Regions from separate parts of the Mus musculus genome. Here regions 2, 3 and 4 are each linked to region 1. A link is a contact called in public ChIA-PET and HiChIP or PLAC-seq data. All regions are on one chromosome and are shown on one strand. Each heading gives the region's core, a stretch centred on a gene start, on an enhancer-like site or on the middle of the called end of the contact. The rest is flanking DNA. Distances are from core to core; before and after follow the strand shown.

Evidence for each region. ChIA-PET counts read pairs in DNA pulled down with a chosen protein or histone mark. HiChIP or PLAC-seq counts read pairs in DNA pulled down with a chosen protein or histone mark.
Region 2: a contact with region 1 is called in an RNA polymerase II ChIA-PET map of memory CD8 T cells, with 9 read pairs. The contact joins the enhancer-like site here to the promoter of Itgb5 in region 1. A contact is called at or near these places in 1 of 15 datasets of contacts at CTCF or cohesin (large pre-B cells), 2 of 115 datasets of contacts at active chromatin or transcription factors (memory CD8 T cells and pancreatic cancer cells) and 1 of 9 other capture datasets (embryonic stem cells).
Region 3: an H3K4me3 HiChIP or PLAC-seq map of embryonic basal ganglia shows a contact between it and region 1, with 2.0 times the contacts expected there. The contact joins the enhancer-like site here to the promoter of Itgb5 in region 1. A contact is called at or near these places in 6 of 15 datasets of contacts at CTCF or cohesin (CD8 T cells, the G1E-ER4 cell line, the NIH/3T3 cell line and 2 more), 50 of 484 Hi-C or Micro-C datasets (the C10 cell line, the C2C12 cell line, CD8 T cells and 36 more), 19 of 115 datasets of contacts at active chromatin or transcription factors (bone marrow-derived dendritic cells, bone marrow-derived macrophages, craniofacial prominence and 12 more) and 2 of 9 other capture datasets (embryonic stem cells and liver).
Region 4: an RNA polymerase II ChIA-PET map of memory CD8 T cells shows a contact between it and region 1, with 91 read pairs. The contact joins the promoter of Heg1 here to the promoter of Itgb5 in region 1. A contact is called at or near these places in 3 of 39 promoter capture datasets (hematopoietic stem and progenitor cells, macrophages and pre-B cells), 2 of 484 Hi-C or Micro-C datasets (CD8 central memory T cells and the G1E-ER4 cell line), 2 of 115 datasets of contacts at active chromatin or transcription factors (memory CD8 T cells and pancreatic cancer cells) and 1 of 9 other capture datasets (liver).

Annotation. Positions count from the first base shown.
Region 1 is chr16:33,827,037-33,834,651 of GRCm38.p6, reverse strand. It overlaps Itgb5 (integrin beta 5), which reads right to left and starts at 4,987. Exons shown (of 15, transcript NM_001145884.1): 1 at 4,622-4,987. The coding sequence starts at 4,691.
Region 2 is chr16:33,580,664-33,588,278 of GRCm38.p6, reverse strand. The region is part of intron 4 of Slc12a8 (solute carrier family 12 (potassium/chloride transporters), member 8); the gene reads right to left. Among named protein-coding and RNA genes, the nearest start is that of Slc12a8, 66 kb to the right of the region's middle. Within about 2 kb of position 4,213, at least 146 of the 459 cell types and tissues checked have an H3K27ac peak or open chromatin away from gene starts, as enhancers often do. A contact at or near this core is called in embryonic stem cells and memory CD8 T cells, where this site is marked.
Region 3 is chr16:34,001,769-34,009,383 of GRCm38.p6, reverse strand. Kalrn (kalirin, RhoGEF kinase) reads left to right here. Exons shown (of 60, transcript NM_177357.3): 51 at 55-114. Among named protein-coding and RNA genes, the nearest start is that of Umps, 39 kb to the right of the region's middle. Within about 2 kb of position 4,968, at least 45 of the 459 cell types and tissues checked have an H3K27ac peak or open chromatin away from gene starts, as enhancers often do. A contact at or near this core is called in Sertoli cells, cerebellum, embryonic basal ganglia and 3 more, where this site is marked.
Region 4 is chr16:33,679,771-33,687,385 of GRCm38.p6, reverse strand. Heg1 (heart development protein with EGF-like domains 1) reads right to left here and starts at 2,920. Exons shown (of 15, transcript NM_175256.5): 1 at 2,531-2,920. The coding sequence starts at 2,774.

The sequences.
Region 1 (7,615 bases), core at 3,738-6,237:
AACTAACTAACTAACTAACTAAAGTAAGATGCTGATAACAGGGAAACTGGGTGTGAAGATCTAAAACTTCCAGATTCTTTGAGGTTTTAAAGCTATGGGAAGAAAAGGTCAATTGAGTACGAAAAACAAACAAACAAACAAACAAAAGACGTTGAGCACATCGCCCAGCCTCCCCAGAGCACACAGTTCAGAGATTGAAGCAACCGGCTTTTATCAGGGATTCCGGCTCCACGAATCTTGACACCTTGCAATGTGGTTGCCCGGCCCCCAGAACGATTCCTCCTAAAAGCAGCTGCCCATACAGGCCCTGACTTCAAAGTGAGGCCTCGGAGGGGGAGGGGCGGCTGAAAGAAAAGAAAACAAGGTGGGACGGTAGTAGGGTAAAACATCGAGGAGGGAAACCAAGAAAGAGGCTACTAGGGACCAGGAGGCTGCTTTGGATGAGAGCGGCTGGGGTCCCTGGCTTGTGCGGGAGTCACCACGTCAAGGCCCGTTAGCAGATACCTAGACAACAGTCCAGACAGACAGCACACCGCCCGCAGGACAATGCGAGGTGGTGAGGGATCAGGGAAGAAGGGCCCGAGGCCACCGGACTTCCAGCAGAACCGGAAGCCTGGTAGGCTCTAGGCAGCTCGATGTGATCAGAGTTGTTCTGACCGGATTACTTTTGAGTGAGGGAGGAGAATAACTAAAGGGACCTGGCTCTACCAGGAACACATCTGAACAACTCTGGCAAAGCTGCTGAAGGGACCAAGTGAAGCTGGCCTCACGCTGCAGGGCTCCGCCTACTGGGTGAGTCAGCCCAAAGCCCTAAGGCCGTGGGGCCAGAGTCTTCCCCCAGCCGACCAAACCCTGCACCCAATCAAAGCAAAATCAAATGGGGGCCTGTGACCCTTTAAAGCAGTGGTTCTCAACCTTCCTAATGCTGCGCCCCTTTAATTCAGCTCCTCATGTTGTGGTGACCCCCCCAACCATAAAATTATTTTTATTGCTACCTCATAAATATAATTTTGCTACTGTTATGAATCGTGATGTAAATACCTGTGTCTTTCAAAGCGCTTGACCAGCCAACTGAAAACACCCGAGGGACCCCCCCCCAGGCCCCCCAGCACACACCCTCTGAAAGCCACCTCATCATTTAAGAACTGCGTAACTACCCCCACATTGCTGATAAAAAAACAAAAACAAAAACAAAAAACCCCACAAACCTCCCAGAATATTTCCATGACCGAGCTGAAAAAGAAAAAGTTGTTACTGGGGCAGGCAGGCACAAGGGGCGATTTGCCAAACTACTTAGATATTTTAATTCTTCGTTGCCTCAGTAGCTAAATAAGCATGGAGAACAAGCGGGGGAGGAATACTAATTAGGACTAATTAGACCCTGCCCTCTTCTGCCTCGTTCTCCTCCGTGAAAAGCCCCCACTGACTAAGGCGGGGGAAGTTAAAATGTAAATCCCAGAAGGTAAACAGTAGCCTATGAACCAAGGCCACCCTTTGCATTTCGGCGTCTGGACCTGGTTACCTAAAGGGAGCTGCAAACCCAGCCAAATTCCAGCAGCCCCAGCCCCAGCCCCACCCCCATCCCGCATCAGCCTACAGCCACGGTGGGCCAGGGACGGGGTGAGGAGGCCCGGGGCTGCCAATTCGAATTCTCTAAATCAACAAAGGGCTCTTGGTATTCGGAGCATACTAATTTGCGGGGCACTCACTAAAAGAACATTTGATTGCTTATAAAATAATAAGCGACAGCAGCAAACATGAGTCCAGCCATGCAGCTGGAGCGAGACCAGACTCCTCCCTCTGTTTTAGAACGGAAGTGGGTATGGGGAGGCCTCCCCAGCGCAGCCCTTCCCTGGTTTGAGGAGAGGAGCTTGTGTGTCAGGTTCTAGCCTGGAATAATTAAAGAGATGACGGCTGGTGGGGCTAAGGGTGGAGCAACACTACAATGGCTTATTTACAATAAGCCCCTCAAACTTAGGGCCTGTTCCTTGCTGGGTTCATTGACAAGTCTAGGAACCCCCATATGGGCACCATACTTCACACTACGATTTCTTTCCTAAGGTAACTTTTATTTTCCTTTCAAACTATGTTCCCGTTAGCAAGTGAGAAATGAACTGGAGAAGGGTCTTGTCATCTTTCAAGACCGAAAGAGGAGGGGGTGGAGGGGACAAGAGGAGAAGGAAAATGAAGGTAACTCAGCCACACTGGGAAGCTAAGTCAAATTACCCAAACGAGCCACTCCTTCTGATCTTGCAAAGCACCTAGCACCCTGAGAAGGAGGCGGCCTAGTCCGGAGGCTGGAAACAGGTTTATTCCATTTTACTGACTTTAGGGGCTGGCAGCAGCAGCAAGGGGTGGTAAAAGACAAGCCTGTGACCACAGCACAGTGGACAGAACTAACTCTGAAGACCCTGAAAGCAAACCACTCAGGCTCCAAAATAGGGTACAAAAGATGAAACAGCCCTGGGCCTAGGCTGGCCACTCCCACCCTGAGACAAGAGAAAACACTAAATGGCCCTCCTCGGGAATGAACAGTCTGTTCGGAGGCACCGGAACTTTCAAAAAGGAGAAATCACATGCAGATAAAAAAAAAAAAAAAAAACTAATGAGGGCCGGTCGTGGTGGCGCACGCCTTTAATCCCAGCACTCGGGAGGCAGAGGCAGGCAGATTTCTGAGTTCGAGACCAGCCTGGTCTACAAAGTGAGGTCCAGGACAGCCAGGGCTATATAGAGAAACCCTGTCTTGAAAAACAAAAACAAAAACCCTAATGATTCTAATAATATGAAGGACACCTGAGGGATGGGGCACTCCTTTAATGCCAAAGTGTGGGAGGGACAGGTAAAGGGATCTCTGGAAATTCAAGGCCAACTGGCCTACATAGTGAGTTACAGGCCAGATGGGGATATATTATTATTATTATTATTATTATTATTATTATTATTATTATTATTATACCCAGCCATAGAACCATTGACAGTAGCTGGGAGGGAAGTTTTCTCTAAGAGTGTAGCCCTTCCTAAGTAGAGAAGGCTCAAATCAAGGACCGCACCATTGTGCTTTTTTTTTTTAATATGGACAGAGTTGGGGTCATAGGGAAGGGAGATGGATCTGGGAAGAGTCAGGGGAGGGGACATAAGTAAGATAAAAACAGGTTTTTGGGAAACTCAACTAATAAGGATTAAAATTTTTGCAATGGGAAATGTTGGAGTTTTCATTCGAATCAGAGGGCTAATCGGAAAGAAACTAGAGCCATCCCAAAGTTGAATTTCGAAGACTGCTAACAGAAAAAAGAAAGAAAGAAAGAAAGAAAGAAAGAAAGAAAGAAAGAAAGAAACTAAGGTAAGGTTGCTGAGTGTTTATTCTGACAAAAATGTTAAAAACACCATCACACACACACAAGATAAAGTTTTAGTTTGGTTATAAAGAATATAACTTCAAACTAAAACTCTGTCCTAAAGAAGTGAGGTCAGTCGACAAGGATATATTCCAGAGGATGGTGATTCAAGCTACATCTCTTTGCGTTTCCCTGGGGACTCTTTGGAACACGAAAGATGTGGACACTGGTTGCCAGATTTGAGGGAGGGGTGGGTGGGACCCACTGATCTACTTATTTTCCCAGAAAAGCAGCCTTGCTACGCTATTAAGTTTGTACTGGGGCCTCAGCGACATTTTTTGGTTTCCTCAACTCCCTCCTTGCTCTCAGATGGAAACCTCAACCTCCTTCATGTAAATGAGACGGGTAGGGGTAACAGAGTTCTCCCCTCAAGCAGCCAGGCAACCACTGGGCTCAGAGAGGCAAACAAGTACCTCGGGCTTGAAAGTGAATAGCGCACTCTTAATCAATACACAATTACTTCCGACAGGAAGAGGAAAGTTCGGAAACTCCTCTTTGAGTGGGTAGGTTTGGAAGAGGTAGGAGCGTCAACTATCATTCTTCCTATAGGGATTTTTTTTTTTAAGACAGGGTCTCATTGTGTAGCATGCTAGGGTTAAAGGCGTGTGCCACCACTGTCCGGTCCCTAAACTTAATTGCCACTCCCAAGTCTGAAAACTGAACGCAGGTAGCTGGGGGCTCCCGCATCAGCGCCAGGGTGCATCCGGCTAAGGTAGCGCCAGCAGCCCCTCCGCAGTCCGGACACAGTGTTTGTGAATCACAGTACCGAACAGTATCAGATGGCGGTGTACCAGGTGGGGCAGCGACTTCGGACTTACAGAGAGTAATGACAACTTTCAATTTAGAGCAAACTTCGAAAGTTGCATTATCCACAGACCTCCGGGATGACTCGGTCGCCACACTTTGGCCCCCACATCACTCCCCGCGGGCCACAAGGGCCGCTTTGTGCAGGCGAGCGAAGAGCTAGGGCCCCAGCACCGGGCCCGGAGGCTTCCCCTCCCAAGTCCCCAGCGCCCTCGGGCTCCGCCACCAGACGCACACTGTTTACACAGGAAGGGAAGGCTCCTCCTCAGCCCGGGAGGGAACCCGCCAGCGCACGCAGATCTGATGCCCGCGCCTCGCCGACCCTTCTGGGAGCGCCCTGGGGTGCACTGCACCCTCGGCTCCCGCAAGCGGCCGCGGGCGAGCAAAAGTTGAGGAGCGCGCGGCGGGGCGGCGCGGCTTACCTGCGAGGCGCGGAACGAGCGCGCAGAGCCCGAGCAGACAGGCGTAGAGGGTCGCGGGCACCCGCGGCATGATGCGCGCCGCTCGGCTGGGGCGCTCGGCGGGGGCGGAGCGGGGCCGAGGCCGGGGACCGCAGCCGCATGCCGGGCGCTGCGCTCCGGCTCACGGCGCCCGCGGCCGGGCTGGTCCGCGCCCGGCCGCCACCATCCTCCTCGCTGGCCCGCTGGGACGCTCGGAGTTGTCGCTGCTCCGGACGCACCCTCGCCGAGTCCCCCGCGCGTCTACTCTCGGAGACCCTTCCCTTTTTCCTCGGCCGCCAGCCCCCACTCTTCTCTGCTTTCTCCTCCCCCCTCTCCTGCGGGCCGCCACTCGGTCAGTTTACGGCTAGGCGGGACGGGGCGGGGCGAGCTCGGGCCGGACCAGCTCCGCCCTGCACCGGGACCCGCCAGCACGCCTAGATCCTGGGTTGCCCAGGTGGCTGTCACAGCTGACCCACTTGTGGGGATCGGGTGTTCGAAACTTCTAGTTAGGGTCTCCCTCCCCGGTCTTGGAGTTGGGAGGGGGCGGGGCGCGCTCCATTAGGCCTGCAGAGATTACTTGGGCCAAAGCAATCTCAGTTTTGACTTCAGGATCGTGGGGCAGTTACGGCTTGGATCTGTCAGGCCATTTCGTCATGCCACAAGCGCATGCCAGGCCAGGCCTCGCCCGAGAATATTCAATCCAGACGCCACGCTTGGGATGGGCAGGGGAGGACACGTGGAACGTGGAAGTTCAGGTGAAGCGGAGGGCACCCTGGTGAGCAGGCACTGTGATAAGTGCTAACATCCCTCCCGTTGTTTAGGTGAGCAAACTGAGCCACCAAGGGTTAATATACTGGAGGAAGCGACTGCTAGCTTTTTCCCTGAAATCCAGATTTAAGTAAGGCAGCCTAACCTTTGCCTATTAAGAACCAGCTGGAGCTGGGCATGGTGGCACACGACTTTACACGGCACTTGGGAGGCAGGGGCAGTCAGATTTCTGAGTTTGAGGCCAGCCTGGTCTACAGAGTGAGTTCCAGGACAGCCAGGGCTACACAGAGAAACCCTGCCTCGAAAAAACCAAAAGAAAAAATAAATAAATAAAAGAAGAAGAAAAAGAAGGAGGAGGAGGAAGAGGAAGAGGAAGAAGAAGAAGAAGAAGCAGCAGAAGCAGCAGCAGCAGCAGCTAGAAGGTCAGGACTTGGCGGTGTAGGTGCAAAAACCTACCTAAGGCGTTTGAATCTTAAAAACTTTGTTGTGTCCACCTTTCAAACTCTTAACTGGGTGGCACTGACAGGAGCCAGTTTGTAGTGTGTGCATAGGGAAAAGTGAACCAATCCAGAGCAAACTTCAAAGTTCATCCTTGGACCATATGCAAATTCGTACTCTGTCCTACATTGCTTTGTTATGACTTAAAAGTCATATTTGGCCGGGTGTGGTGGTGCACGCCTTTAATCCCAGCACTCAGGAGGCAGAGGCAGGCAGATTTCTGAGTTCGAGGCCGGCCTGGTCTACAGAGTGAGTTCCAGGACAGCTAGGGCTACACAGAGAAACCCTGTCTCGAAAAAAAATCATGTTTGCTGCTAACCATTATCCAGTAGAATTCATGCTGCATGCCAAGCGTGGTGGCGCACTCGGGAGGTAAAGGCAGGCAGATTTCTGAGTTCGAGGCCAGCCTGGTCTACAAAGTGAGTTCTAGGACAGTCAGGGCTATCTATACAGAGAAACCCTGCCTCAAAAAACCAAAAGAAAAAAAAAAAAAAAAAAGAATTCATGCTGCAGAAACAGCCCAGGTAGATCTTGGAATTACCTGGCCCTTAGGGCAATAGCCTTGGGGCTATGCTTATCCCAGCTTAGAGGTGGCTACTACATTATGGGAGCTGATCAAAGAGTTTGAACTGGAGTGTTGCTTGGTCTGGCAGGAAAGTGTAGGATGAGCTAGAAGGTGAAATACTGCTTTAAGTACAATGGTGGCTTTCCTATGCCATGCATTCTTTGAGTTCAGGGCCCATAGTATCCCATCTTCTCTGCACTCAAAATGAGCACTTTGTAGCGGCTGAAATATCCTACTTTGTCCCACATCTGGCACGGACCACCATTTATCTAAATTGCACCTGGAAAGTGCTGTGATCCAACTTGCCCTAATTCTTACCAGACCCCTTCTGTCTTATCTGGTGGTTCTCTGGGTCCCCAGCCTGCCCAGACCTGCTGTAAGCAGTCCTGAGCAATCTAAGCTGCATTAAAGCTGGTTTGTTGATGCCTTTTCTAATTCAGAATTTCTGCTTTGTGGTTTGTGTCCCCCTCCCAAGAGTCCTTCATCTAAGTGCTCACAGATAAAAAGTGTCAGTTACACGTGATGATCTATTTGATCTTAAAATGAAACGGACCTGGGTACGAGGGCACACCTTTAATCCCAGCGCTAGGGAGCAGATCTATAAATTTGAGGCTAGGGGGTATACATAATGAATTCCAAGACAACCAGAGCTATGCAGAGAGAACCTGTCTCAAAATCAGGAGAAAACAAAACAAAGGAATGGAATTCTGACACTTACTACAAAATTAAAAACACCCTGTGTGACATGAAATAGACCCAAGGGAACAAATATTATATAATTCTCTCCCTCTGTCTCTCTCTCTCTCTCTCTCTCCCTCTCTCTCTCCCTCCCCCTCTCTCTCTGTGTGTCTGTGTGTGTGTGTGGGATGTGTGTGGGTGCTCTTATCCAGCCCAAGCTGGCCTTGAACTCTCTGTAGCTGAAGACGATGCCATTGAATTCTTGATTCTCTTGCCTGTACCTCCTGAGTGTTAAGATTCCAGATTCCAGGGGTGTGCTGTCATGCCCAGACATTCTACTGTGTAACATGTCTAGAACCAAAAGTGTGATAGAAGGAGGTAAAACAGATGTTACCACAGGCTGACAGGCTGGTGGGAGGAGAGAAGGGGATTTTATTTCTGAGTACAGAGTTTCAAGTTGGAATAAT
Region 2 (7,615 bases), core at 2,964-5,463, 250 kb after region 1:
GGTAGACCAAATAGGACTCACAGTAAAATGACTCCTCTCATAGATCCCATGGGTACATCTCCTTCTCTGGCCCCTGCAGCACTCACTCTCAAGCTACTTTATTACAAGAACATCTGAGGTCTGAATTCTTCGAAGTATTTTAAATGTGTTGGTACATCAACCTAAACAACGTCTCTCAAGTGCCTTCAATCCATTTTGCTTCTTTGTCACCTTGAACAGCATATGTGAATGTACTAGCAGGCCTTGGAACTCTGAGACACAAGTGAAGCATTCTTGGCTCAGAGACACCCCAAATATTCCGCTTTGGCTTTCAGTCTTGTCCCCTAGAACTTGCTAGCTTGCATCACCTCACCCCCGCCACCACAGTGCCCCAGAGCTGAGCTTGAGAACAGAGCCCACCGTAGCTGCAGGCCTGGTCCACCCCCACCCACCATTGACCTCCCCTCCACAAAGGGAGCTCCCTCGGCTCCCAGGAGACTGTGCGTTTCTTCGGCTTCCAGGAGTCATAACTTCACAGGAAAAATATTCTTCAAGAGAATTATGAAGCTCCAAGATACACAGGGAGTCTTTGGGAGTCCGGTCCACACTTTCAAATCATCGTCAATTGCTTTCTCTTGGCTGAATATAGACTTTGTTCTGGCATATTAAATCCCAAGCACCGGGTTTCTGAATGGCTTGGCCTCCTCACAGCTGGTCCTCCCCTCTTCAACAAAAAGCAATAACAAGCTAAGTTAACTTTAGCTTACCCGCTGGCTGACCCCACAGACTAGTCTTCCTGAGGAGAAAACCAGGGCAGCCTTGGAGCTTGGCTCAGCCAGGCCAAGATGACGCACAGCTGAGCCAGGGCTGTGCACCCCGGGGCAGGCCAGCCCACAGCACATAAACACCTCATTCCACATGGTTCCTCTCCACCGCCTCCAAGGAGGTCTTAGAACTCGAAGGGTTTTGGGACCCTGGCCTGAGAGCTTTGCCTAGCCTGAGAGATTGCTTAGTCGGGTCGACTAGGAAGCCTTCTCTACCTCTTCCCCTCACATCTACAGGCTGAGAAAATTGGGCAAGGCAGAGAGAGGCCTCGAGGCTGCCTCTCCAGGGCCAATGAGAAAGGCAGCTCTAACATGTCCATAGCATATCTTTACGGTGGCGCAGAAGCATACACTAATACACAGCTTACCAGCAAAGACACTGACACACTCACAAGCATGCACTACACCCGAGCACACACATATACTGACGCACAGACATACACACACTCACACCTATACACGAGGGTATTTCATAAGCACGCATTCACACCAGACCATTCACAAATACACTTCTATGGGCACAGGAGCACGCGTGGGCACATTCATACTGACACACTCACACTGACACGCCCACGAGCACATTCCCTGGCACACACAATCCTGCTGCCCTGACCCTCTGCCCTGGAATAAGTCTAATTCTTAGCCTTTCTTGGAGAGATAATCTTAACCTTGAAAAGAACCTGTTGACGAAGATAATTAATGCTTTCTTGCAATCATATGAATGTGGGGAAAGATCTAAGTCTCTAACTATGGAGAACTGAGATATTTTAGATGTCAGTGAAGATGTTTGAAGTCGGACCTGGAGGCACAGACGTGTAACCCCCAGCCACGCAGGAGGCGAGAATTTTGATTGACAGGAGGAGAATGGGGCTGAGGTACAGCTCAGAGTGTCACTCTTACCCAGCATGCATGAGGACCCGTATCATAGCAAACCACCACAGTACTTAGTAGCGCAGAAAACTGACAAGCCATAATCTTATCTAATACCTAGCATGCTAATTAAAAATAAATAAATAAATAAAAACTTCCAATGTTTTAAATATTAAAAATAAACTTATACATGGAAGAAATATCTATGCCAGGCCTGGTAGTACATGCCTTTGAGTTTGAGGCCAGCCTGTACTACAGAGTGAGTTCCAGGATAGCCAGGGCTACACAGAGAAACCCTGTCTCAAAAAAAACAAAATATTAACTGTGGTTGTCTATATAAATAATTATGGCAATTCTTATCCTCTCTGTCTCTCCCTCCTCCCTCCTTGAGGCAGATCTATCTCTCCCTCCGTCTGTCTGTCCTCCCTCCTTGGGATCTAGCTCTTTCCCCCTCTTTGCTTCCCTCTCTTTCTTCATCTGCCCTTTCCCTCCCAAGATAGATTTGATTACGTAGCTTGGGTTGGCCTGGAGTTCCTGACCCACCTGGCTCCACCTCCCCAGTGCACAGGTTCCTGACATCTGCCATTAGACTCAGCAAGTCTTCTCCTTCAAATTTTTCCTATAAAATTCCTGCAGTTAAGAAAAAAAATTGAAGGCAATCTACTTATTATGAAAAAGTCGTATCTTTCAGGAAATGATCCCACGCGAAGGCCAAGTGTCTAGAGGGGCATCCCAAATGTGCCATCTTCTTTTCTTTCTCCCCGTGTATACTTGTCCTGCTTCCCAGAATGATTAGAATCGTTTACGAGAAAGTCATGAGTAAGAGAATAAATAGCATTTAATTAGGGAGGGGTATCACCCACAACACAGCCAGAGGGGTTCAGTAAGGTTCTGAAGTGAAATCTGAGGCTGTGGCCTTGAGTCTAGAATTTGGGGCCTAGGGAGATAATCTATAGTTTTTCTGACCAAGCTCATGGGGACAGGGCATTGGGCCTGGTTGCTTGGTCCCATATAGGCCATTTTTCTCTCAGATGAAAAGGAGTATCTGAGACTGGCCTTATTACACACACAAACACACACACACACACACACACATACACACACACCTCCTAAGCCTGTTGACGCTTGCTCATTCTGATTCCCTCTCAGGATTTGTAATAAATATCCTGGGACAGCTCAGACTGAGGCTTGTCACTCTGCCTCCCACACAGAGCAGTCCTCTTCAGCTTCAGAAACCGGTGTCTCCCTCGGGCAGACTTCATCTGGGAAAGGCAGGCATGTCCTGTGGAGCACCACAGGTCAGAGGCACCGAGTAGGGTTGATAGAGGCCCAGCTGAGAGGATAGCCAACCCTGCTGGGATTCCAGGTCTGTCTGCATTCAAGACTCCCCATGCACTATGTTTGGGGCTTCTGTTTTTGCAGGTCTAGGGTTCGAGGCAAGTGCCCTAGCCTTGAGCTACACCCCCAAACAAAGCTTGCTTCCTGACACCCAAATGGTAACTGCTTGCTGCAAAAACTGGGTCCTGTCAGCTGCCATCTCCAAGCCTAAGTGCCTGGGATGCTGAGAGCCTGCAGCTGCTGCCTGTGAATGCGCCTGGGCTTGACCTGAACATCTGCTTCTGAATCCACCGAGTAAAAATACTCCAGGGCCCCTCTGTGCTGTGTACTTTTAAAGACCAAAAGCAGAATGGGGGAGGGGTGGGAGAAACAAATCCTCACAGGCCCAGGCAGGAAGAGGCAGAGGGATGCCCTTGCAGGCCTGTGTGTAGAAAGACCTAACTTCTCCCCAGATTCCGGTCACTCCCCTGAAGTTGTCAGTAGGCTGTAGTTCTTGGGGGCTTAGTGTTACCTCCTCAGGGGGGTGCAGACGGAAGGTCTCCTCTTCCCGTGGTAAATGCCTTTAGCGGTGATGTAAGAATCGTTGATCTGGGTTTGGGTACCAGTTGCCCAGGCTCACAGACCTAGCCACGCGGTGGCTGCTGGGAAACACCCTGTGGCATCTGTAGTGTAAGTACTCACCCAGCCCGCTACACACACAAACCCTGGTGAACTGAGTACGGGCAGCTGAGCCCTTGGTGAGGGAGTCCCGTTGTGACTGTGGACTAACTTAGAAAATGAGGCTTCTAAAAACGTTGCTGGTGTTGCTGCTGTGGGTTGTGGGCTGCGGGCTGCGGGCGGAGCTTCCCGCATCACCCGCTTTCTTCTGAGCTCAGGTCCCCCACCCTGCAATCAGTTACCGGTGACCAGGGACCAGGGACCAGCCAGACAAGCCTTTCCTGGGAAGGGACAATGAGAGAGTCTGGTCCAACCAGGAATAGAAAGAGTGGAGGAAGGGCTTGGAGAGAGGAAGGGAGGCAGCGGCGCCCCCCAGACTGAGGGAGGGTGGGGCCTGAGAGATCACAGGAAGAGTCACTATGCAAGGAAAAGGAAAGGAGAGGCCGAGGTTCTGGGAAAACACAGGCACCAAAACAGCCCCGAAGGGAGGGGCGCGAGGGACACTGGCAGGGGAAGGGAAGGCCACCAGGGCTCAGCACGCTGAGATCCTCAAAGAAGAAGGAAATACAGTACAGTCACTGCCGGAAGTACTACTCGAGCCTCCAGCAGCGTATGGCCGGTCCTAAGCCCCCGCCCCAACCCCCTCAGATGTGGAGTTGGACTGACATCCATGAGAGCCCAGTGTCACACTACCTGTCATCCTCTGGGGACAGAGACTCGGGCACATCTAAAATAGCCTGACAGAGGGGTGAGGAAAAGGAGTGTTCAAAGAGTGCCCATCTCACAGCGGCAACAAGGGGCAAGAGGCGCTTAGCAGCAGGGACCCTGTCAGCCTGGGCTTTAGCATTATCATCTGCCCCACTCTGGGATCCTGATCACAGGGAGGCATGGCCTGGGGAGAGATCCCAGCTGGGTTCCTCTTGCCTGGGCATTGGGTGTGAGATCTAGTCCAGGCATAAGACTGCCCCGAAGCTCCTGCCCTGCCACTGGGAACCAGCAGATGACAACCAGCATCACCAACGCAGCTACAACCTGTCTAGGGCCTTGAATGGTTTTATCTTCCACGGTTTTGGGTCAACAGTGATTTGTGGTTTTCCTGAGTGCAGATAATGAGAGATGAAAAGAGGGAAGAAGGGCAGGGGTATGGTCTGCTTGACTGGGCCATTTTTAAAATTTGTATTTTTTTTAATTCTCATACAATATATTTTAATCATATTCTTTTCTCTATCTTAATTCTTCCCCACAACCAACTTTGTGTTCTCTCTCTCTCTCTCTCTCTCTCTCCCTCTCGCTCTCTCTCTCTCTCTTTCTCAATAAAACACAAAAACAAAATAAGGAAAACAAACAAAACCACAAAATCAAAACAGATAAAAATAAAGAAAAAAATCAGTAAGACAAAAAATACCACAATAAAACAAAAAGTACACACACGCAAACCAAGACCACAGAGACTTTTATGTTGTCCAATAATTCCTGGGCATGAGGCCTACCTAGAATGTGGCTGATATTCCTAGTGACACACCATTGGAGAAAACTGGGTTGTTGTTGTTTTGTTGTTGTTGTTGTTGTTTCTTTCCCAGAAAGTAATCAATTACAAACAGCTCCTGGTTAGGAGTGGCGTTTGGTACATTCCCGTGTGTGACACTGCTACCATGCTCAAGAACCTGAGGCTTCCTCGGTCATGGTCCCTAGCGAAAACATAACACTATTATTCTGCTAAAACAATAACAACAACATAGCAATAAAATGACACCTTGCTATATCCACAGATCAGAGCATCGCTCCATCCAATCAGAGAAGCCTCTTCCTACAGTAGATGAGAGCCAACGACAAGAAGATCCACAACTGGACACCATCCAGAGAGTGAGAGGCTCTGGAACACTGTGTCCTAAATGGGATATCTTTATCAAACGCCTCCGTCCAAGGTTAGGAGTTCTATGAAGAAGAGGATGTGGGCAGATTGTAAGAGCCAGAGGTGGTGATGACTCCAGAGAAACATCATTTTTTCAGACCCCACAGGATGCACACGTAAACTTACAGAGACCGAGCCACTTTAACCACGAAGGACACTAGTGTGCAGGACAGAAGCAGAATATTTAGAAGACGCAAGAGTCAAACGAAGAGAAACCCCAGATACTGCCAAGGCCATATATGATGGATTCCCCCTGCCCAGGACAATTAGAGGTGTCCAGTAAGAGTGTTTTGAGCTGGATGTGGTGGGGCTTGCCGGGGACCTCAAACTGAGGCAGGTGCTTGAAGAGTTCGAGGCTGGCTTCAGAGTAAGAGGTGGCCTCAAAGAAAATCCTAAAAAGGATAGACCATATCCAGTGTGTACAGCTAATGGGCCTGCAGAGAAGAAAGAGGAGATAGGACAGGTTTGAAAGAGGCCCCAGGGAACTCTGGGCAGTGAGCTGGGAGCAGCCCTCAACCTGCACTCTAGCCTCATCCCTGGTAACTTTGGTCGTTCGAGGAGGGGTTGTGGAGGAGTGAATGAGGTCTCCAAGTCTGAGACTCCACCCAGAGAGAAAACATGAAGAGAGGGCTGGACATTCAGCAGGGGCCAGAAGGGAAACGTGAAATGGGGCTGGGCCTGCAGGGTCCACCCAGATTACCCAAGGAAAGCAGCCTGGAGCCTCCTCTGTCCCTGGGGAAGGCCTCCACCCTGAGCGGGACAGGCTGCCAGGAAGCAGTAACACCCCCACCAACCCCCCCCCACACACACACACACATACACACACACACATACACACATTCTCGCATCCAAGGGGATGAAGGGCCAGAGGAGGAGGGGTAGATGCTCTGCTCTGATGGGGGAGTGACTAAGTGTCCAGCAACTGAACCCTTGCCACCTCTACACTCTGAAAGAGCAGCCTGGTTCCTCTGAGCTGAGCATTCTTCCTTGTGGAAGGGAAGCTGAACGTTTCCTATTGCAAGATGGCTTCTAACAGCCAAATTGTGCCTTCTATGACCAATGGCCTCTGTTTTTAAAAGTACTTGGGGGCTGGAGAGATGGCTCAGTACTGACTGCTCTTCCAGAGGTTCTGAGTTCAATTCCCAGCAACCACATGTTGGCTCACCACCATGCGTAATGAGATCTGACTCCCTCTTCTGGGGTGTCTGAAGACAGCTACAGTATATTTATGTATAATAATAAATAACCCTTTGGGCCAGAGTGAGCAGGGTTGATTGGAGCCAGCAGAGGTCCTAAAAATACAATTTCCCAACAACCACATGAAGGCTCACAACCATCTGTACAGCTACACTGCATTCGTATACATAAAATAAATAAATAAATCTTTAAAAAAAAAATGCCAGAAATGAGGACAAAGCCTGACTTGGGCTCTAAGAAGAAAGCGTCACCTTAAGGAGAGGAAAGCAGTAGCTACTGGGGCAGCCAAGCTTGTGCCAGATCCCATGTGGAGTGCTGTCCCAGCTGGACATTTAAGCTGTCAACAGCCTGGCACATTTTCTCAGTGAGGTAGGAATCCCAGAGAGAGGGGCCCAGGGCAGATTCTAACACTGTGCTGGCTTCACAACTATCCCAAGGATGCAGGGAGACCTGGCAGGGAGCCAGGAGCTCCAGGGGCAACTAGGGCCCTGCTTTGGGGACTAGAGAGGTCCCACCCACTGTGGCCCCAGATTCCCCCACCCACCCCCCACCCCCAGAGGCCTGGCCTGTGTAACTCTCAGCCTGAAGGATTCCCTGAGAAAGGAAAAGCTGGCCTCTTATCTCCTGGGGTAAAGGAATGTGCTCTCCTGCCAGGACAAGGGGCTGCTGGACAGGAAGTCTCCACCCTAGCTGTGGGTTCCTCCCAGTCACCACTTGCTCCTTCTGGCTGTCCCTGCCTCTGGCATCCACTTCCCATGCTTAAACTTCTGACCTGACCTCCCCAACAGAATTCTAAGCCATTTTACCCCTCACCCCACCCCAAGCCTCCTCCAATTAG
Region 3 (7,615 bases), core at 3,719-6,218, 170 kb before region 1:
ACTGTGTTCTAACTATGTTCTTTTTCTCCCCCCTTCTACATGCTGCCAACCAAGGAGACGAACAGTTCCGAGGAGTCAGAGTGTGATGATCTTGACCCTAATACTAGTATGGAGGTAGAAGCAGCTATGTTGTCCTATTTCCTACACTGATTGCCTTTTCCCAGTGTGTTCTCTAACAGTGACCTCACTAGAATCCAGGGTGGCTCGTGCTTCTATAATGTCAGGTCATCTCAGGGTGTCCCATCTAGACTAAAGCAAAACAAAACAAAACCTAAAATTCACCTCTATTTGGCTCGGAAACTCTACTGTGGTATCGTTTTAAAAACAAAACCTTGTGCTTTTCTCTTGAATGCTTTCTTAGTGTTTTCTTCCTTGGAAGGTTTGGCTTTATGTAGAAGATATCCAACTTAATTATTTGTAACATAGAATACGTTATTTTTTTCATAGAAAACAGCTATAATTGGTAGTTGGCTCACATCGGAAGGATAAGAGCCATTGGGTTTTGTCTTGTTTTGTTTTTCTCTTTATAGTTTTCTCTACTCTTTCCTCTTCCCCTGTGCCCCTTTTTCTTCCTCTCAATCTTCTGGGCTCCCAGTCCTTTGATGCTCTGTGTTTTTTCTGATGACCTGGCTCCTAGTTACTGTGTTAATGGTAGCTGGTTAAGAACAAAGCAAGAAAAGATTAATTCAGGCATTCTCTTGCCCACTTTCAGGGCCCAGGCAAGGCCAGTGACTATGGCTACCATATGAAAAGGCCCACCTAGCAGCCTCTTTCCAGGAACCTTGGTCTAGAGACAGTGAGGGAGGAACATGGGGTAGACCTTTTCCATACTGCAGGTTTGTGTGAGTACAGGAGTTGGAGTAGTGTCCTGCCATCTTGAACATCCATTGCCAAGTCTATAACCACACAAACCCACAAACCCTGGAAAGGCAGAGCAAGTGTGACCTAGCTCACCTTGCTATTTAGACTTTCAAGGTAGACTGAAATGTCTTTCTCCAATTCTGTGTCCCATCCCTACCAGCTTATTAAAAATTATAGATTTCCTCTAATGCAAAATAATTTCTTTAGTTTTAAATGTATTCTTGACTATTCCATATGTGTATAGAATATACTTTTATCATATCTACACCCCCTACTGCTCTTACCTCCCCCTCTCCCTCCAAACCCCATTCTCCCCAACAAGTCACCTTCCTCCTCCCATAGTGTTTGGTTTATTCTTGAACTCTCAGAGTTTAATCGGGGTTTCTCACTGATAACCTATCAGTGACTACGACACTGAAGAAAGGAGGACAACCCCGCCCCCACTCCAGCAATGATAGTAGCTCCACAGCTAGGGATGGGGCCTTATGTGTGCCTCGCCTCTTCCAAGTGTAATCTTGTCAGGCCCAATCTTGTGGGGATAACTACAGCTCTGCGTTCATGATGTAACAGTCCTCTGCATCCTCCAGATCTTGCATTCTCTCTGTCCCCTCTTCTAGGGTGTTCCCAGTGTCTGGGGATGGGGGGTGGGGGCAATATGTGTAATGTGCATATCTCACGTGTGACTGAGCACTCAGAAGTCACTCATCTTTAGCACTTTGACCGTTTGTGAATCTATACATTAACCACTCACTGCCCTATGCAGAAAGGAGCGTCTCCGTCAGGCACTTGGGAGACATGGGCAGGTGGATCTCAGAGTTCAAGGCCAGCCTGCTGGTCTACAGAACTAGTTCCAGGAGATCCAGAGCACACACATATACATACACACAAAGAGAGAGAGAGAGAGAGAGAGAGAGAGAGAGAGAGAGAGAGAGAGAGAGAGAGAGAGAGAATGAATCTCAAAGGAAAGAAAGAAAGAAAGAAAGAAAGAAAGAAAGAAAGAAAGAAAGAAAGAAAGAAAAAAAGAGTTCTTCCTTTCCTCTGGCGGCAGCCATCAGGTGAGCCAAGATGGGTGCATACAAGTACATCCAGGAGCTATGGAGGAAGAAGCAGTCCGACGTGATGCGCTTTCTTCTGAGGGTCCGCTGTTGGCAATACCGCCAGCTCTCTGCGCTGCACAGGGCTCCCCGCCCCACCCGGCCTGATAAAGCTCGAAGACTGGGATACAAGGCTAAGCAAGGCTATGTCATTTACAGGATTCGTGTCCGCCGTGGTGGTCGTAAACGCCCAGTTCCTAAGGGTGCAATTTACGGCAAGCCTGTCCACCATGGTGTTAACCAGCTGAAATTTGCCCGAAGCCTTCAGTCTGTTGCTGAGGAGAGAGCTGGGCGCCATTGTGGGGCTTTGAGAGTCCTGAATTCCTACTGGGTTGGTGAAGATTCCACATATAAATTTTTTGAGGTTATCCTCATTGATCCGTTCCATAAAGCTATCAGAAGAAATCCTGACACCCAGTGGATCACCAAACCAGTCCACAAACACAGAGAAATGCGTGGGCTGACATCTGCTGGCCGAAAGAGCCGTGGCCTTGGAAAGGGCCACAAGTTCCACCACACTATTGGTGGTTCCCGCCGTGCAGCCTGGAGAAGGCGCAATACTCTCCAGCTCCACCGTTACCGCTAATACACGTGATATTTGTAAAATTCATATCCAATAAACAATTTAGGACAGTCAAAAAAAAAAAAAAAGAAAGAAAGAAAGAAAGAAAGGAAGGAAGGAAGGAAGGAGGAAGGAAGGAAGGAGGAAGGAAGGAAGGAAAGGAAAGGAAAGGAAAGGAAAGGAAAGGAAAGGAAAGGAAAGGAAAGGAAAGGAAAGGAAAGGAAAGGAAAGGAAAGGAAAGGAAAGGAAAGGAAAGGAAAGGAAAGGAGAAAAAAAGAAAGAAAGAAAGAAAGAAAGAAAGAAAGAAAGAAAGAAAGAAAGAAAGAAAGAAAGAAAGAGAAAAGCACTGATCTATGGCTACAAACTTAAATATGTAGAAGACAGTTTGACACCATGTCCATTTAGCATAACAGTAGTAGGTTTCCCCTAAACCCTTTCTTATGTGTAGCCCTAAAGTTTTCACCTAGGGAGGTAGCATTATTATTGCTACTGTTATATTATTATTTATTTGGCATAATCTCTAAGAAGTCCACCACCATATTACAAAAGCAACTTAAAAACTTCTGAGAGACCATGTGGCCTCAGAAGAGGAAAGCCAGCTATTGAAGAAGCCACCTGAATTGAGCTGAGCCAGGAGGTTAGAGGTTGAAAACAGGAGCTCTGCCAAATAAAGCAGTCCCCTGTGGGGTGTGGGTTCTGCCACAGAGCCAAGGTGTGGGTCAGTAGAGCACTCTGTTGTGGAAGGAAGAGGTGGGGACATTCACAGCCTAAGTGCATGTTAGAGATGGGGAAGATGGAGATTCCTGACTCTGCTCTCCTCGCGTTTCATAGGACAGGCACGAGCATGCACAGGTCCCACATCTGTCCTATGTCTGTTGTAGACACCCATGGTGCCTTATCCCCGTGCATAGATGTCGCTGGCATGTACTGAAGGAGTCAGCTGCAAGTAGAGGGAAACCAGACAGGTGTAGGAGCCAGGCATCTGTGTCTCAAGCACCTTGGGACTTTGTCTAGCTCTGATTCCCACACTGGCAGAGTAGAGGTTAATACACAGGAATGTGCCAGTTGTCATCCACTGAGAAAATTAATTGGTCTAGTCAGATGTTTATACTTAGATTACTTAGATAAGAAGAACACACATGTACACATACACACACACCACACACACATACATACATGCCTACCTTAGTCCTGCTTTCAAGGTTCAGAGGAGCTCATGGACCCTTGGGAACCATTTTAAGGTTCTTAATATTCAAAGCAGAGTAGCCTCTTTGTGAACTGAGGGAAATGAGTCTCCCAGAGGTGCTACTGGCTCCCCAAGCAAAGACATCAGGGGGTTCTTGATGGCAGAAGAAAGCCCCCACGTGTGTTGCTACATGAACAGAAAGTTTTTGCATATGATAACTGAGACTCAAAGCTTCCTGTAGGCAGAAAGTTCCGTTAACCTAACCGCTAGAGGGGAGACGCATGGATCCGCCCATTGCTCCAGGGTGTCCAGCACAGTTGCCCCGACCGCCATTGGCAATCATTCCATGCTGATCAAGGGTCCATGAGCTCCTCTGAACCTGTCACTATCCTGATGGTAGCCATCATCTCCAATGTCGGCTTAGTGACTTCATAGACAAAAAGCACGTGGGACAATGAACATTGAGTTGTTAAACATGGATGACATGAAAATGGAACTTTATTGCAGCAGAGGTGGTAGACGAAAATGCCTGGTAATACATGCTGAAGACCAGTTGGAACCCAGATGGCTGCGCTTCCTCTGAAAGGCCTCTTAATGCTAAAGTGATGGTTTGGGACCTATTCCCAAAGCTCCCCAACTTCACCCTTGTCTTCTGGAAGCGTAGTCTATGCTCTCATTGAGTGGAGCAGCCCCCGCTAGTCCGATCTATACTCAGCCTCTGTTCCTGGGACCCCAAGACCCGGCTTTATGTACCTTAGCTCCATGCCTGGACTCCAACTGTGACAGTCTTGCCCTGCCAACCAACCACCGTGGCATGCATTGCAGCATGTTTTGCAGCATGCGTCTCCTGCAGTACACTGTAAACGAACTCATCTGCCTCCGTGAGACTGGCGTCACCAAGGCACCCTCTACCTTCTCTCGACTGGGGACCGCATTCCTGCAAGGGGCAGTTGGCTGGGTCTTTACACCAGAAGTATCCTATCTCGGCATATATTTGAGTCTCCACAGTACTCTAAGAAGACATAGGCTGTCCTTGAAAGCAGTTTAAAGAGGAGACTACAGTACACTGGATCCTCAGATTTAACCAGCCACTTACATTAAGGGAGGCTGTTGGCACAGCCCCTCCTTCCCCTGTCAAGCAACACTTGTGGATATTCTCACACACGTCATCCACTCCCATCTCTGCAGGCCATACCCCCAGCCATAGCAAGATAGGCACCAGGTCCCTGCATCCCCTCTCCGTCTCTCCATCTGTCACCACACCACACCACACCACATGGAGATCTGTTTTAAAAATGAATGCCTGTAGCCCAGCTTTTCCTTGCACCCTTGGGGGGAGGGACTGAATGGGGACATTATGTGTGAAAGAAATTTACATGCAAAAAAAAATTCCAAATGAGGATAAAAATGAAACACTGGGGTCTCTTGAGAACAGCTCTTCTGGGCTTAGAGCCACATGGCTGCCTGCCAGCTCCTTCAGTCCCATGGCCACGCCCATATCTAGAAGTGACACTCCAGACTAGAGCTGGGGCCCGAGTACCCAGGCCCAACATCGCCTCTAGCCAGGGACTGTCTCTAAGAAACCGACATCTTCTCTGGTCTGGGCTAGATTTCCCTTTGGACTCGTAACTGCTGCCAGGAGGTTCCCACATCCATATCACCTCTGAAAAGCTCGGGAGGCCATTCCTGGGTTTTCACAGCTCCTGAGCCCCACATTTCCACCTGCCTGCGTCACTCATTGAGGCTGAAACTCTGAACCAGCTGCCAGACTTGGGTCTTTATCTCTGAGGATCAGAATTCTCAGCCCAGCTCTTCAGTTGAACCTAATTAACTACATGCATTTTAACGTCTTTAATAAAGCTCCGTAGCCCTCTTGGCAGTGGCCAATCCGTCGGAGTGAGAAAGACTTCCCAACCCCTGCAGGCTTTGCCCTCTTTCAGATGCCAGCGATGTGGCTTAGGGAGCTAATGAGGACTGCATTGTGGAGAAGGGCTCTGGAAGGTGGCAAGGCTAGACCCTTGAAAAGAAGAGGCTATTGGGGAGATTTTACTAATCAGGGTAGGAGTAGCATTTTAACAGCTGCTTTTATGGATTTCTCATGCCACTTTACAGTGGACATAACCTAAATAAGCATCCTGCCTGTTGGAAGAACAGAGTTCAGCGACAGGAAAGACTTCCCGGAATTGGCGGGCATCAGCACCTTCGTTTCTGTGTGTTCCCATCTCCCCGGCTCTTTTACCTTTTCGGACAGGGAGTTGAAGTACAAAAAATTTGTAACTCAGGGCTGGAGAGATGGCTCAGTGGTTAAGAACAACTTGTTGCTCATCCAGAAGACCTGGGTTTGGTTCCCAACACCTACAGAGTGGCTCACAACCATTCAAACCCCAGTTCCAGGGGATCAGATGCCCTCGTCTGGCCTCTGTGGGCACCAGGCATGCATTGGCACATGCACACACGTATACAGGCAAACACATGCACACAGAACAATTTTTAAAGCTGCAACCTTCAGTCTAGTCAGTGAAATGATTGCCCTGAAAGCACCAGGGTCTGCGTTTTGATCGCCAGCGTCCGTGTAAAAAGTTGGACGTGGTGGCATCCATCCCAACAATAATCCCAAAGCTGAGGTGACAGACAAGATCCCTAGGTTGGCTGGCTGGCCAGGGCAGCTGAATCAGTGGGCTCACAGTTCAATGAGAGACCCTGTGTCAGAAATGAGTCAGAGAATAGTCAAGGAAGACTCTCAGAGCTGACCTCTGGTCTCCACACACACACAGGCACACAGCACATGCTCATGACCACATATACACATACATACTGATGAAAGAAGAAGAGAAGAAAGGGAAACAGTTGCTCAGTTCTTCTGGCCATTTTCCCCCCTCTCACATCATCTTGTGGCAACTTAGATCACAGCCTTTCTAGGTTTGGTTTTAATCTAAAACACAGTTTCTGGGAATTGAGAAGGCCGACCTTCCTCTGCCAGTCGCCCTGTATGGATGTATTGTTCTGTCCAGCTCAACCCATGGGACTCTCCTTTGCACCAGTCTTGCCTTCTCAAGGCTGAAATATGATGCAAACTGAAGCCACACAAAGCAAGCCAGTGGATCTGACCCGGAGTCAGGAAACCTGGACTCCAGATCGAGGAAGCTGTGTGACCTTGGGCCAGTTAACTTTCTTGAGCTCTGGGTTTCTCTGCAGGCAGCTTACACAGTCCCTAGTGTGCAGGCCTTCAGACACTGACACATAGCCCTTTGAACACCATGTAAATCTAAGAGGTAATGTATGTCGGGAACTTGGCTCTGAACCATGTCAGCATTGAGACCACGACAGAAGAAACTGGAAGAGGTGCTTTCTGCTGTTGAGTGGGGGTAGGGATGGCGACTGAAATGACCACTCTCGGTTCTAGGAACGGTGAGTGTCCTGAGCTGGTACCTAATTTCTTCCCAACACACAATTTCAGGCCCTAGATATCCCATCCTTGAAGAGCCAGCCTGTCATCCCACCTTTGATACTCTGGTATCCCCAGCCCAGATACAGGGCTTCAAAATGACCTGGCCACACAGACGAAACTTCGATACCCGAGTCGGGCAACTGACCTCCTGGCATTGCCAGTATGTTTGCACTGAAGCCTGTTTTTGTATTTTAATAACAGAATCCATGAAAAGGACTCTTTAAAGGAAAAGAAAGCGAAGCATCACATTCCGGTCATTTTGACAAAACATTTGCTTTGTAACGTATCTGATGCGTTTGGCAACCACACACTCTCTTCCTGCCCAGATCTGTTCTGATTCCCTATAAGGGCAGATGGATGTCCTACTACCCAAGGGACCTTCGCTGAAACAAGATGGCCCTCCATCCTGTGCCCTGGCCATCAGGGAGGACACGGTTGCTCACCTGTGTTAGTCTTGTCACTGA
Region 4 (7,615 bases), core at 1,671-4,170, 150 kb after region 1:
TCTCTAGCTCTCAGTCTCTTTTCATTGATGGCTGAAGCGGCAAACACAGTGGAACCCGGTGACAGGTGGGTCACAAAAGCCAAATAATGGCTATACAAACAGGGGGCAGTTCTCCCTGGAGGACAGTGTGACACAAGCAAACAGCCCACAAATGGAATGCAAACACAGCCACCCAGCAGTGGGAACCTTGAACTCTCTGGGGAGAGAGGAGCTAGAAGGACCCTCTGAGAAGAATTAAGTCTCTGCTACTCACTGGGGAATATTTGGAAGCCCAGACCGTGATGACCAGGCACTGGCCACCAGCACCCCCAGAAGAAGTGGCTCAGGGGACCCAACTGTCAGCTTAAGGGTATTATTTGTGCGACTCAAGGTTCACTACCATCAAGAACACTCATCTCCCTAAACACACACACAAAAAAAAAAACAAACAAACAAAAAAAAAGTGGATGCAGAGCATGGGTGACCATCTGCCCGGGTATCAGGGAGGCTGGATATCTGCAAAAGGACCACCAAGGATTTCTGCAGATGTGAGGGCCTAGCAGTGTGTAATGGCCAGCGGGGAGTCGGGAGGAGATCAAAGTGGGCCAGGAAAATTTTAAGAGGTTGCTACAAAACTCCGGCTCCCTGAGGTCGCTGATTGTTGTTGTGTTGTAGCTGCTTGTTTGCTGTGTCCTTTTCCTATGTGACATCGTTTGAGGCACTAACAGAAACCTGAGAGGCAGTGCTTAGATCTTCGGCCACACTGATAACTTCTCGAAGGTTTCAACAGGTCATAGAGTGCACCTCTTCTAACTTTACCTTTTAAACACCCCTGCCCCAGACTGGGCCTTAGAGCAATAGAGATCAGGAAACCTTAAAAGAAAGTCTGGATTATTCTTGTTCCTTCCTGGGTTCTTCCTTTGCCTCTATCCTGCTTTTCCCCAAACGAACAGAACAGAGCAGTTCTAGCACCATGGCTGTGAAGGCCCGGCTCTCATAAGGCCCCTATTCTTACCTTATCTCCCCTAACTCAGGTGCTACTATAGCCTGATGCTACACTCACACCTGTGTGAGCCTGGAACAGGCTCTGCCATTGGAAGGAGATTCCTGTGCCAGCCTCAAGCTGGAGCCCAGCATCCCTGCTCCCTTCATAGCCCCTCACAAGATGGAGCCTTCAGCCTGAGTACCAGTTAGTGGCACCTGCCTTGGGTTCCCAGGTGGCCATCTGAGTTATCAGTTCCTTACACACAACTGTATCTAGAACAGTAAATGTCTTCAAAGTTCTCAATTCCTTTCTCTGAAAATCAGTCATCAAGATTATGGAAGTTGGGGCTGCACAGCATGTCTGTAAAGACCTTCAGCACAGCTTTCCCTCCCTTTATTCACCCTTCCTCAGTTTCCCTGTCTTGGACCAGTGACTCAGAAGTTCACAAGGCTAAGGCAGTCTGCGGAGGGGAGATTATGGTTCAAATGAGGCTTTATGAGGGTAGAAAAGTTTCTCTTATTCAATTCTAGGAAGTAGTACCTCTATGTTCTAAGGATGAGCAAGTTGGGAGAAAGTTTGTAAAACATGTAAGATGGACAGACAGACAGACAGACAGACAAGAAGTGGAAACTGGACAAAATCTTGGCAGTCCCAGTGTGGCAACAACAGAGCCCGATGTGTGCCCTCTGCCTCTTACGGGAGGACAAATGGCTAACATCACCTAGGCTGGTTTGGTTCACAGCACTTTCTACTATTTTTACTTTCATTTTGTCACCTCTTGTCACTTGGAGGCAGGGAGGAATGGGGCCCCTCCATTCCACAGATGGGGAAACTGAGAGCCAAAGATGAGACACAGCCAAGGTCGTGTGGGGGTTACATTAGAATCCCACCCAGGCCGTGGCATTTTCTTCCAACAGAAAAAGGAACTAGAAACAAAGGAGGCAGGCACAGGAGCTGAGTCCCCATTCTGTGACCAGGACAGGCAGTGCCTGCCTGCACAGCAAGCAGCTGGCTGGGGGAGGAAAGGGCCCAGGACAGTCCAGAGCCAGTCAGTGGCTTCCAGGGGTTTGACCTTGCAGCGCCCCCAGCCCCATCCCAAGTAACCCTGCTCCTAAGGTTAACTGGGTAGCTTTGTTTTAAAGCGCACTCTTTGTCCTTTATGAAGTCCTAAGTACTAGAAGCATTCCAAACTCCGAAATCCGTTATTTACTTATACTGGAAAGTCAGGCTTTAGACCAGGAGAGACCAGTTCTAAATCTGGGGGTTGGGGGCTGAAACCGAGGGACAACAGCCAGAAGTTACCACTCCCCACGAGGTGAGAGGCTCTTTGGGGTCTTCGTTTTGTAAAAGTGAGAAGGGTGTGGGCTAATCCAGGAGAGAGTTTTCTTCCAAAGCACAGGGAGGGAATGCATGTGAACATTTTATATTCCAGTGGCCAGGGACAGCGTTTCTCCGTCCTGGGCCACCCTCAGGGTTCCACCCACGAGGGTCCACGGAGCCTCGGCCGGGATGGGGCAGCCGCGAAGCGCCCACGCCCCCTGACCCTCGCTGGAGACTCTCACTCACCCGCGCTCACGCCTCTGGGGACACGGCCGGAACGTCCCCGCCGGGTCGCGACGCCGGGTCCGGGGGCCGTATGTCCGGCGCCAGGCGGCGAAAGCGGTCCCGCGACCGGGAGGAGTGTTCGATGGGCCGGGGAGGGAAGGGAGCCCCGCGCCCCGGGGGCAGCGGGCGGCAGCAGCAGCAGCGGTAGCAGCAGCAGCAGCAGCAGCGACGGTGGCGGCCACCGCGGGGCGCGCGGCGTGGCCATGGTGGCGGCGGCCGCCCGCGCTCACATGCCGGGCGCCGGGCCGAGGGCGGCGGCGAGCGGAGCGGGGTGCGAGCGCGCTCTCAGCCGCAAAAGTTGTGGGAGCCGCGGGAGGGCGGAGGCAGCCCTGGTGCTGCCACACGCCAATCAGCCCGGGCGGGTCGCGGGGCGGGCGGCTCCTCCTCGGTTGACATCACCCGCCCCGCGCGGGGGCCCGGGGGCGGGGAGAGGGCAGGAAGAGGGCGGGGGCGGTCTCGGTCTCCCGGGTGAGTTCACGGAACCCCCGGGTGAACTCATGGAGCCCCCTGCGACTTTTGTTACAGGGCCCACACCCTGGAGTATCGCTTTGGCTTTTGGAGAAATGAAATTGGGGTGGGGGGCACTTTCCCAGTTCCTTAGCCACACAGTAGGTCTGTGAAAAGTAGATTCTGGCGGTGTAATTGACATCAGGTGAGTGAGTATACAGAGAGCTTTCAAAAGACAGAGAAGTGAATCCTAGACCCTGTTCCATACGTGGACCTGCATTGCCCTTAAGGATCTGAAGAGGCCCCAACCCACTGCCGCCCTTTTGGGTCCCCAGAATTGGTGAGAAGATTTGCTTTAGCCAGGGCGGGAACCCTCATCTTCTTGAAGGCTCAGAAGCCTGATTTCCTTCCCACGCTATCTTTGGCTTACACCATAGTTCTTCAAAGATGTCACTGCTGAGACACCCAAAGAGGCCAGAGGGAAGAGAAAACTGAACCGAGTCTGGGGCAAGGGAAAACCCATAGCCAGGAAAAGGACAGCAATTTGCAAATTAAACATAAAAAAAAAAAAAAAAAAAAAAGCAGCCCACACAGAAGTTAAAAAGAAACCTTTAGGGGAGATGTTCCAAGACAGAGTGTCAATAAATTTGCTTGGTAAGTAAAATTCTGTGTGTGTCCCTATTCCCTCCCTTCCTAGGAGACAAATGATACAATGTCCAGATTTTAAGACCCAAATCTCTTTTCTTTGTAAGTAAAGAATGAGCAGCTCAAAATAGGGGGAAATAACTTGCTTAAGAGTTGCTAAGAGAACCAACAACTAAAGGATTTCTCATTGAATGACCATGTGGCTTCGTGCTTACCTCATAGCTTAGAGTTGTCAATAATTCAGACAATATCTCATCCAAACTGAAAACCACAGATCCCTTGGGATGCTCTCAGATGTGCTAGGGTTCTTTGTCTGTTTACCAAATGTTCAGGAGACAGGCTTGTCTCTTTCCCCATGTCTCTGCCTCTCTCTGTCTCCAAGCCTCCATGACCCGCCTCCAGGGGAACGATCAGATCATAACGTCCAGCGCATCGGTAGATGGGCCTAGACCCATTTTCTGGTGACTCGGTACAAGTGAGTCACTTGGCAGGACACAAAGGATGCTCCGTATAAACAAGTTTACCTTAGACAAATGAGCCAAGAGTGGAGAATTGGTTTGGGTTAGGGTTTATAGAACCACAAATGAAACCTAACTTTTCAGGTCTCACATGAAATGCTCAGTCCTCTTTCTTTCTCAAACAACAACAATCCAAGCATGGCCCCACCTCCTGACACAGCTCCCCTGTTAACAAGCAGGACTACACAGCAGCCCAGTCCCATCTGGCTAAGCTCAGTACACTGTGCTCTGAGGTTCTGGTCACCATAGCTTCCTCCCTTGAACAGAAAGGAGGACTAGTTAAAGGCCAGGACATGCTTTCAGGCAAACAGGAAGGCTTAAGGGTTTAAAGGCCTGTCTGGGCTTCTCGTGTGTATTCAGAAAGCTCGCTTGGGAATCTTGCCTTTGCCTCCGGTGCCCAAGGGCATCACACCTGCCTCCTGCCCCTCCCTTTAAGTATCACAGATCTGTCTTTCTACCTTCTACCTGAACTTCCAGAGGAACTGCCAGCCTAACTGGTGGATGAAGGGCTGCAAAGATGTTGCTGGGTCTTAATACCTTTCCATCTCCTAGGACAAAGCAAGAGGGATTATCAGGGAGGCTATACTTGCGTCAGGAACTTGCAAACAGCTGCCAGCTTGCTCCTAGAATCTTTTTTCCCTGATTTCTTTAACTGTGACCTAGTCCTTAATTATTTCATCTATAAAACACATTGTCCTAGATGATTGATAAGAAGTGTTCTATCCCAGTGTTTTAAGGTTCAGGGGCAAGGCTATTAAAGCAGGTGCCTTAAGGACACATAAGCCAGGGCCCAGTGAAACCATCAGACTGGAGCACTTTATGGGTGCATCTGAAAGAAAGGTTTGTTGTAAGTATGAAAGAATAACCAGAGGCACTCAGGAAGTCTAAAGTAGCCATGGCTGCCTCTCAGGGACAGAAAGTACAAGAAGAGAATCAGCTCTGGGCAGGGATAGCTCTTGGGAGCAGAGAAAAAAAAGTGGGGAGAGAAGATGAGAGAGTGAAGCAAAAGTAGGAAAATCCATCCTTTATAAAGAACAGGTGGAGGGGTGGGTGGGGGTGGGGTGGTAGAACAGTGTGGGAGGTCATATAGTAGAGGGAGAGGTGAGAAGGACCAGGAGACTGGTGCTTAGTTAGGGTTTTACTGCGTGAACAGACACCATGACCAAGGCAACTCTTATAAAGGACAACATTTCATTGAGGCTGGGTTACAGGTTCAAGGCAGGAGCATGCCAGCATCCAGGCAGTGATGATGCTGAGAGTTCTACATCTGCATCTGAGGGCCACTAGGAAAAGACCTGATCCCATGTGGTTAGGAGGAGGGTCTCACTGCCCACACCCACAGTGACACACTTCCTCCAACAAGGCCACACCTCCTGATAGTACCACTCTGGGCCAAGCATATTGAAACCACCACAGCTAGTGTGGGGGCTTTGATATTCATAACAGCTATTAGGGACTGACATAGTTTTATGGGAAGGGAAATGGATCTTTCTGGCAGACAGGTGTGTGAGGAAGGCTCCCAGCAATCCTACAGTCTCTGCCTTTTAGGGTTTGGTACTAACAGTAGTGTCACTTCTTCTTCAGGAGCCTGGAAATACAGACAAGAGTCTTGATCATCTCAGATGAGTTAGAACTTCTCTCTAGAACCGGGAGGATATGTAAGATGCCCTCATAGATCTCATCTGGCCTTGGGAGTCTGATGATCTAGACTGAAAACAGCTCAGGTCAAATTGGAGGAGCTAGGGCTACAGAGGCAGGAGCGAGGGTGCACCACAGGAGCTGACAGGGAAGTTGGTGGGCTGCGGGAATCATGTGTCTCTGCCTCCTCAAGTTAAGCAGAGTCAAAGCTTGTACAGAGGCTTTCGTGCCTTGGTTTGCAGTAACAAACAAGACTCCAATACTCAGCAGTTTAACCCTCATGATATTTCCTCCTTGTTCACAACACAGAAGTCAAGGTCTGCGAGGCAGCTCTTCTCAGTCTTTTAGGGACGTGCAATCCGCTGGTTCTACCGTTCCACAGCATATGGCTTCCAACTTTGCTTTGGGATTCGGCATTCCAATCAGCCAGAGGTAAGAACACAGAGAGGTAAGCAGGAGAAACGTCGATGAGCCAGGCCGGGAGGGGTGTGCCTCACTTCCTCTTACATTCCACTAGGGAGAACACGACAATAGGTTTCACCCAACTGGGAAGGAAGCTGGGAAATGTGGCCTAGACACAGAGGCAAAGAGGAGGAGGCGAGGCCTGGGTAGATTGCTAACAATCTCCACCAGCTGGCATCAGGGTGTCTGAGAGGGAGGGGGAGCATTAAAGTTTCTTTCCTTGCACAAAGAGGGTAGCTAATCAGAGGATCCCTCGGGGCCCAGCTACTTGAATCTCCCATAATTCGCATAAGATATTCTATGCCTCAAAGTGAATAAGCAGAACAAGCTGCAGTCCACTGTGCCCTCTGCCCATTGGGCAGTGGAGAAGAGGACCTTGGGTTTTCTCCAAGTTCTGTCCCGAAGTTGTTCCCAGTCCTCAGCCAAGTCGAGTGATCGTTATTGACTTCAGTGTCCCCATCTGTCCATTGAGAAGAAACCCCGTTATCTTTCGATGCCTCGCCAGGTCAGTCTGAGGATACGATGAGGTCACTGTGTGAAAGCAGGAAGAGCTCTCCCCAGCCCCACAGCCTCTCCACAATGCTGTGATCACCGGGGTCTGTCAAGTGTGCCCACTTTACCCCTGAGCATATGTAACAGTATAGGACAGCATTGCTAAGGCTGGAATCCAGTGGTGACCATTCCTGGGATGGCCGGGGTTCAGGTGACTAGGGGTTCCAGAGGATGGAAAGTTAGTCAACACACACCCACACTGAGCTTAGCCTGGGGGTGGGGAGCAGAGCATTGGCTTTAGGCACCCCTGTGGGGGGCCTGCTACTTCCCCATGCTAGCCCATCCTGGGCTTTGTTTATCCATCCTCTCCTTGCTTGTCTCCTCCCACTCAACTGATGAGTTGCTCTCTTGGAACTTCTACACTTTCCCTGTCTTTCATCAACAGAGCTTAACACAATGCCTCCTTTCAATTAGCCCTTTAATAAATATTTCTTCTGTGACTACCCTGTGCCTGGCTCCCTGTTGGGGGTGGGATGAGTCTCTGACCTCAGAGCTTAAAGGTTTGAAGGAAACAGCCATCAAGAGAGCATCGTGGTAAGCCTGTGTCTGGGGAAGGGTCCTGAAGAAGAGCACTTGGGAGAGAATGTCATTTGTTAGCCAGGTCAAAGGGCATTAGAAGAATATGCACAAGCCAGAAGGCAGGAAGACTTGGAACAAGATAGATGTAAAGAATAAAAGAAAATCAGGAGTTGGAAAGATGGCTCAGAGATTAACAACACTAGCTGCTCTTCCGGAGGACCTGGATTCAATTCCCAGCATCTACATGGCAGTTCACACCTGTCTG